Linked DNA regions of Mus musculus: region 1 is linked to region 2. The links are chromatin contacts, called in public HiChIP or PLAC-seq maps. All regions are on one chromosome and are shown on one strand. The core of a region is the stretch at or near the end of the contact, and the rest is flanking DNA. Distances in the headings are between cores, read along the strand shown.

Region 1 (3,731 bases), core at 36-2,535, 180 kb after region 2:
TTTTTTTTTTTTTTTTTTTTTGAGTCTCTGAACTTGGAAACAATCTCTGGGATTCTCCTGCCTTCAGCCTGCAGTGCTGTGGTTACTAATGAATACTGCCATGTGCAGATTAGTTTCTTTAAGACTTATCCTATGTATGTAACAATTTTGCCTGCACGTATGTATGTGTACCTTGTGTGTGCCTGGTGCCCTCAGAGGCCAGAAGAATCCATCTGATCCCCTGGAGCTGGAGTTACAGGTAGTTGTGAGCTGTCATGTAGATGCTGGAAACCACACCTGGGTCCTCTGCAAGAGTCACAAGTGCTCTTAACCATTGAGTCATCCTGCCCCCATGCCTGGCTTTTGTGTTGGTGCTAGGGATCCAAACGCAGGCCTTCCGAAGAACAGTCAGTGCGCTTAACCACTGAGCCATCTCTCTAGCCCTGGAATACTATCTTTTTAGTATGACATGGCAGTTGTCCCCTGAGCTTACAGCAACACTGGTAGCCTATCAACAGAAGAGGCCTATCACCTGAGGGAACTGGGCGGGAGCACAGCCTCCCTGGGGAGCTAGTCCAGTTGTTGGGGGAGGGGGAGTCATATTCCACAGTGGGATAGCCTCGGGTAAGCCGCCCATGTTCAAATAAATAACCCTACCCAAGCTCATGCAGGCAACTCTAGCTAAATGCAGTGGGTCACCAAAAAAAAAAAAAAAAAGTAGGGAGGATGACTTTTTGGGGAGAAAGAAGAGTTAAGGAGGAAGGAGAGGGTCTAAGGGGAAATAATAATTGTATATTATATATACATAAATATCTATGCATGGAATTGTGAAAGAATAAATATATTTTTAAAAAGAAAAAAAAAACAAAACAAAACCTGTTCCCCTAATCCAGAGTGTGGATTTGTCCCACACTCTGCTCCCCTAATCCAGCTGCTAGGATTTGTCCCATTTGTGACTTGCATGTGTGCGCTGTGCGCTCTTTCTCTCTTACCCTCTCTCTCTCTCTCTCTCTCTCTCTCTCTCTCTCTCCCTCCCTCCCTCCCTCCCTCTCTCTCTCTCTCTCTCTCTCTTTCTCTCTCTCTCTTGTGCGTGCGCGCACACACACACACACACACTCCCATGGATGCACCCCCATCAACAACATCACTGCTGCTGTCCTAGTGGAACAAGCTACGAGCACGTGTCCAGAGGTCTTTACTCAGGAAAAAACAGCCTGGCAAATGCAGTTCTCCCTGTCAATGACCCTGTGACCCCAGGGCCTGTCACAGCACATCCCAGCCTCCTAGCACTGCGAATGGGGGTGGGCAGTACTTCAAACGACCCTGCGACCCTGCGGGGGTAGTGAAAGGTCATGCTTGCCTTCAGGGCAGGTCTCTTGATACAGCTGTTTAGGCTCCAGGCTAACTCGTGACTTGATGCCAGGGTTTACCCCTGGAGTGTGCAAGATGAGTCAAGTAGGCTGTCCTTACCCTACTGCAGGGCTACTGGCTAGGAAGAGGTCCTGGGAAGTCACAGCTCCAGCAGCTGTCCCTGTCTGTTCCCTCTGAGCTTATCTTTGATCTCCACTTTTAACTGAGATTGCAATTCAAGGGGAGAGCTCCTGAATGCTCCCTTACCATCTGCCCCCGGCCCCCCACTCCGCCCCACCCCGCCTCTAAGCTCCTATCCTGGAAAATGTAGTCTGGTTGTATTTCTATCTCTGCAGGTTCAGCAGCATCCACATATTTGTTTTTGAAACAGAATTTTCTTTTCTTTTCTCTTCCCCTTCCTTCCTTCCTTCCTTCCTTCCTTCCTTCCTTCCTTCCTTCCTTCCTTCCTCCCTCCCTCCCTCCCTCCCTCCCTCCCTCCCTCCCTCCCTCCTTTCTTCTTCTTCTTCTTCTTCTTCTTCTTCTTCTTCTTCTTCTTCTTCTTCTTCTTCTTCTTCTTCTTCTTCTTCTTCTTCTTCTTCTTCTTCTTCTGCCTTTTGTTGTTTTTGAAATGATTACACCTGGCCTGATTTGCTACATCAACTCAAAACACTTCCCTATGTTGAATTGATTTTGCCACCTAATATTCCAGTATTGGCTGCTATTGAACCCCCAGCCTGGCATATTTTATGAAATCACTCTACCACTGAGCCACACCCCTATCCCCTTCCCTTTTTCTTCTTTCAGATTAGAACCAGAATTTTCCTGTAGCTCAAGTTGCCCTTTGAGCTGACTCCATAGCCCAGGCTTGTGTGGATTATCCCCCAGCCTCAGCTTCTGGAGTAGCTGGAATTACAGCTTTGAGCCATGACACCCAACACTCCTTATTTTTCAAAATTTAGTGAGATACTATAAGCCTTGCCCATGTGGAGTTGTTGGGGATGATGTTGTGTGAGATTGGGAGTCACTAAAAATCCCTTTATTGGTATTTCTTGGAACCAGCAACCTAGTCTCTTCTGTCAGGTTCACTCCTACTTCATTCTCCAAGGCCTGGGTCACCCTGGGGTCACCTTGTTGCCAGTTTGGGCAGGTCAGCACGTTACTCACTCTGACCAGTCAGCTGCTCACCCTTGAGTCACATTGATCAGAGAGTCTGGGACACATATGACATCATTAGCAAACATAGCCACTCACAGATTTGGGTACAGTTGTGTTTGCTTTAGAGATAAATGTCTCTGGCTAGGCCTCTAGGTGGAGGGTGAAGGACACTGGGCCTGTGAGTGTTAGTTAACTTTGTGTGCTGATGTGTCAGCAAAGGGACCAAGGAAAGAGAGGGTGAGAAAAGTCTTTCGGACCAACCTGCTGTTCTGCTACAGTAATCAGGAGTGAGAAGAAGGTGTGTCCTTGGCTACAGCAGGAACCAGACTTCCAGCAGTGCTTCCTCCTGTTAGCTGACTTGCTGTTCTGAGCATGCGTTCTATCTCCCCTGGTTGACAGTGTGTGTGTGTGTGTGTGTGTGTGTACATCTAATACATAAACATCTAAAATATATTAACATCTCTTTATATAAAACATATATGTTATATAAATATATAAAAACACATATATGTTTGCGTGCATGTATGTTTATGTACCATGTCTATGTCTGGTGTCCAAGAGCACTGGATCCTCTGGAACTAGAGTTACAGACAGTTGTGAGCCCCCATGTGGCTGCTGGGAATTGAATCCAGACTCTCTGGAAGAGCAGGCAGTGCTCTAACCACTGAGCCAGCCCCTCAACCTCTCCATTTTATTCAGCAGAGAATAAAATGTTAGGAGGCAGAGCCAGGAAACCATCTGGAAGCTAGCGGCTTTGATATTTTCTCCTTTGTAAACCAAGAGTCCCTCTTAGGCCTGGGCTCAGCAAAGTACTTCAGTATTACATAATTCTTTGTTACACAACAGGGGAGAGAATAGAGTTTCCTTTCCAGATATCAAAAGGGCTTTTGAACAACTTTAAGATAAGTTTTACACAACACTATGGATATCCTAGACACATGTGATTGGCACACGTGTCTCTCTCATAAGGTTTGCATTTCTTTTGAGTTATGTCTCTGACTGTGTGTCTGTGTGTGGGTATGTGCAGGTGAACACAGGTACTTCTGGAAGCCAGATGTGTTGTTCCCCCTGGAAAAGGTCGTTGTGAGATGCCTGACATGAGTGCGACTCTACCTCTGCATAAATGGTACTAAATGAACTCTTAACCACAGAGCCATCTTCCCAGCCTCGGCATGCTCTTTTTGATACAGGGTCTCATATATCTCAGGCTGGCTTCAAACTTATATGTAGTATTCTGATCCTCCTGC
Region 2 (3,571 bases), core at 980-3,479:
CAGTTAATGAACTTGGAGTTTAAATTGTGTACATTTTTAAATTGTAAGATTTTTACTGTATATTGAAGCTTAGTGTGATTCAATAAATTGCTTGTAATTTAAAAACTATTTAATATTCAAAATAAATATAGTTATATATTTATAATAATCTCTGTTGCTACATTTACTCCTTGTTTTTTCCATGTGCGGGTTTGGCCTGGTGCTGTGGATCTCTGAGCTCCCCGTGGTCCTAAGGCACGAGGGTGATTGTCAGGGGACTGCAGCGTCTGGTGCGTGTGTGGTTGTGGGCTCTGTAATCCAAGCCTTTCTACTTACTGAGGAGTTGTAGCGAGATTTGGCTTATAAGGATTTGGCCTTGGCCCAGGCCCCACATGCTACTCCAAGAGGTCACAGCCAGCCTTTCTGTCTGGGAAATGGCTTATTTGCTGAGAAAACCTATGTTCTGTTTCTAAAACCCATGATGTTTAAAATCAAAAGGTCGGGTAGAGTGGAGCCAGTATGCCTGTCGTCTGGTTCTGGGGTAGCAGAGGCAGCAGACCCTGGGGCTCACTGGCCAGCCTAGCACTCTAGGCCAGTGGGAGATCCCGCCTCAACAAAACAGAAACCGGTGCCCCGAGGATGACAGTTGATGTTGAACTCTGACCTTCACACCTTACACTTGTGGACATGCACGGGTACCACAAAACACACACACACCCCAAACAAAACAGCCTTTCACTGGGTTTGGCATGGTGTGTGCCTGTAATACCAGCAGATGGGTGCTGAGGCAGGAGGATTGCCATGTGTCCATAACAGCCCAGGCTCTGGTAAGGATGAGGTCCTGTCTCAAAAAGCAGTAGCAGTTGTATGCAGTATGGGGGTGTCTCAGTTCCCCCCGCCCCCAGTCCTTTCATTGAAGTCCAAATGACATGAGGGAGGTGACAGCTTTCTACCAGAACCATGGCCCACATGACTGTGTCACAAGTACTGAGACCCAAGCCTGCTGAACTTAGCCAGAGCTATGCAGAGTCCTGGCTGAGTTGTTTAGACCTGTCCTATTAATGGGGGGGTGGGGGGGAGACACACTACTATTAGTTGAGCCTAGTGACCAGTTACCCTTATGATTCCTGCAGCAAGAGGCTGAGGCAGAAGGGTAGCCATGAGTCTGAGGACAGCCTTGGCTTTGGAGTCTGTCTCTAAAAGGAAAAAAAAGAGCCAGGGATGTAGCTGAGCTGAGCACATGTGAAGAAACACTGGTTTGGTCCCTAGCACCACACTGCCCCAACACACATCTGTAACTACAACAGTCACTGGATCAAAGAATATATATTTTCAGCACATTTTAGTTGAGTGTGCCATGACCCAATTGCAGTTCTAGCACTTGGGAGGCAGAGGAGACACTGGAGGGTCAGGTGCGCAAGGGCAGCCAGTGTGCTACAGCTAGCAAAATGGCACAGCTGGTAACGTCACGTGCAGCCAAACCGAAGGACTTGAGTTCGACCCCGGCACAACGTGGTGGAAGTAGAGAACAGACTCCTGCAAGCTGTCCCTCTGACCTAGGAGCATGCACATACACCAAAAATAGACACACAGATAAAGGCTAGCAAGAAAACCTGTTTTCTGTGAGCAACATGACACTCACATAGAGGTCAGAGAACAACTTGGGGGAATTGGTTCTCTCCTCCCACTTTGTGGGTCCCAGGCTCCTCAGTCTTGGCATCTTCCCCTCTACCCATAGGCATCTTACTGCCCCATAACCTTTTATATTGTAATTCCCTTGTAACCTCGGGAAACCAAGGCAGGAGCTAGCAACAGATAGGTAGACATGGGTGGCACCCCCTTGCACCCCATTTCAGTAAGGGGAGACAAAAAGAGGAACAGCCCTGTCCTTGAGCCCTTAGGACTAGCAGAGTCCGCTGGAGAAACCAGGGTGCTCCAGGGCAGGGAAGGAGAGAGCTTGCCAGCTTCGCTCAGGGAGGTGGATGTGGTTCCTGCAAGACTATGCAGGGTGGCTTATCCTAGACTCTGTTCTGACTCTTAACCCCAAGGCCAGGTGTCCTGGCCAGATGCGATCCGGGTCCCCCCCCCCCCCTCCCCGCCCTGGCAAGTCCCCAGAGAGGTCGCCTGCTCTCAGAACTGGAGGGAGGGAAGGGAAGGCGGGTCCGCACGGGTCCTCAGAGCGAGGGGCGTGGCCGCAGGTGCCGCCCTGGCCCCTCCCAGCGAACTCATTTACATGCTTCCCGCAGCCCCGCCCGTGGTGGCTAAAGCTACGTGTCCTTGTCCCCCGTGGGCAGCCTCTGCGCGTACGGCCTCGAATCCCCAGGTAAACCAAGGGGTTGGGGAAACTATATAGGACTGCTGGGAGGGAACCCCAGAAGCTTGATCAGACGCCTGGCAGCTGTAGGGGAAAACAGACAGACAGATGGGATGGTGGCTTCCACTCAGACTGGCTGGTGCTGTCCACGTGGTAGAACTGGGGGCTGCTGCAGGGCCTTGGCAACTATCAGTCTGACCTGTGAGCTGTCCTGCGTGCACTCACTGAGGTTCTGGTTCTGATCATGTCTGGACCTGTGTCATGTCCAGCTGTAAACGTGATGTTTAAAGGGTGCTGCCTGTCTGGGACAAATGACAGTGTCGGGGGGCGGGGGGGACCCATAAGCCAGGGTTGGGACCTGTTCCTGGGTGGTTTAAGCAAATTGTCAAGTACGGAGGCTCAGGAGGAGCAGGGGACCCAAAATGGGTTCCCAGATAAGTGGGGAGGGAAGAAGGGATGGTAGGTTAGAGAAAAGTGGGTCAGTGTGAACTCAGCCAGGGCTTTGGGAGCACAGGTGAGTCAACTCAGGGTTCAGTGTGGACGGGAAGCGCCTAGGTGTCCACTAAGCACCAGTGGTCAGCTGCACTGGCTAAGGAAGCAATGAGACAGCCATGCCGCGTGTCCACTGGCCACACTGAATGACTGCAGAGGGGCTGTGTTCTGAATTTCAGTTGGAAGGGCCTCACCCAGCCACCACCTCCTGGGAAAACCAGCCTGGAGCTATGAAGACCAAAAACCGGCCCCCTCGGCGCCGAACACCCATGCAGGACACAGAAGCCACCCCAGGAGAGCAGACACCTGACAGACCCCAGTCAGGCTCAGGGGGGTCAGAGCTGACAAAGGGTCTCCGGAGCAGGACAGCGCGTGCAAGCGGAGGTCGGGGAGAGGTCAGCCGCCGGCGACAGGGGTCTGGTGGCCGCAGGGAGAACAGTGTTCAGAGGCGGCTGGAGAGCAATGAGCGAGAGAGGCAGCGGATGCATAAACTCAACAATGCCTTCCAGGCACTGCGCGAGGTCATCCCGCACGTGCGGGCTGACAAGAAGCTCTCCAAGATCGAGACCCTCACGCTGGCCAAGAACTATATCAAGTCGCTGACCGCCACCATACTTACTATGTCCAGCAGCCGCCTCCCGGGGCTGGAGGCACCAGGTCCTGCGCCAGGCCCTAAATTATACCAGCACTACCATCACCAGCAGCAGCAACAGCAGCAGCAGCAGCAGGTAGCTGGGGCCATGCTTGGTGTCACTGAGGACCAGCCCCAAGGCCACCTGCAACGCT

The links. HiChIP or PLAC-seq counts read pairs in DNA pulled down with a chosen protein or histone mark.
Region 1: a contact with region 2 is called in an HNF4G HiChIP or PLAC-seq map of pancreatic cancer cells. The contact joins the enhancer-like site here to the promoter of Bhlha15 in region 2. A contact is called at or near these places in 2 of 39 promoter capture datasets (hippocampal neurons and liver), 2 of 15 datasets of contacts at CTCF or cohesin (large pre-B cells and pro-B cells), 12 of 484 Hi-C or Micro-C datasets (B cells, the HL-1 cell line, brown adipocytes and 5 more), 2 of 115 datasets of contacts at active chromatin or transcription factors (large pre-B cells and pancreatic cancer cells) and 3 of 9 other capture datasets (adipose tissue, liver and pancreatic islet).

The regions. Positions count from the first base shown.
Region 1 is chr5:144,369,831-144,373,561 of GRCm38.p6, forward strand. No RefSeq gene overlaps it. Among named protein-coding and RNA genes, the nearest start is that of Baiap2l1, 14 kb to the left of the region's middle. Within about 2 kb of position 1,286, at least 70 of the 459 cell types and tissues checked have an H3K27ac peak or open chromatin away from gene starts, as enhancers often do. A contact at or near this core is called in the HL-1 cell line, liver, pancreatic cancer cells and 1 more, where this site is marked.
Region 2 is chr5:144,188,057-144,191,627 of GRCm38.p6, forward strand. Bhlha15 (basic helix-loop-helix family, member a15) reads left to right here and starts at 2,230. Exons shown (of 2, transcript NM_010800.4): 1 at 2,230-2,302; 2 at 2,965-3,571. The coding sequence starts at 3,016. It overlaps Lmtk2 (lemur tyrosine kinase 2), which reads left to right. Exons shown (of 14, transcript NM_001081109.2): 14 at 1-152.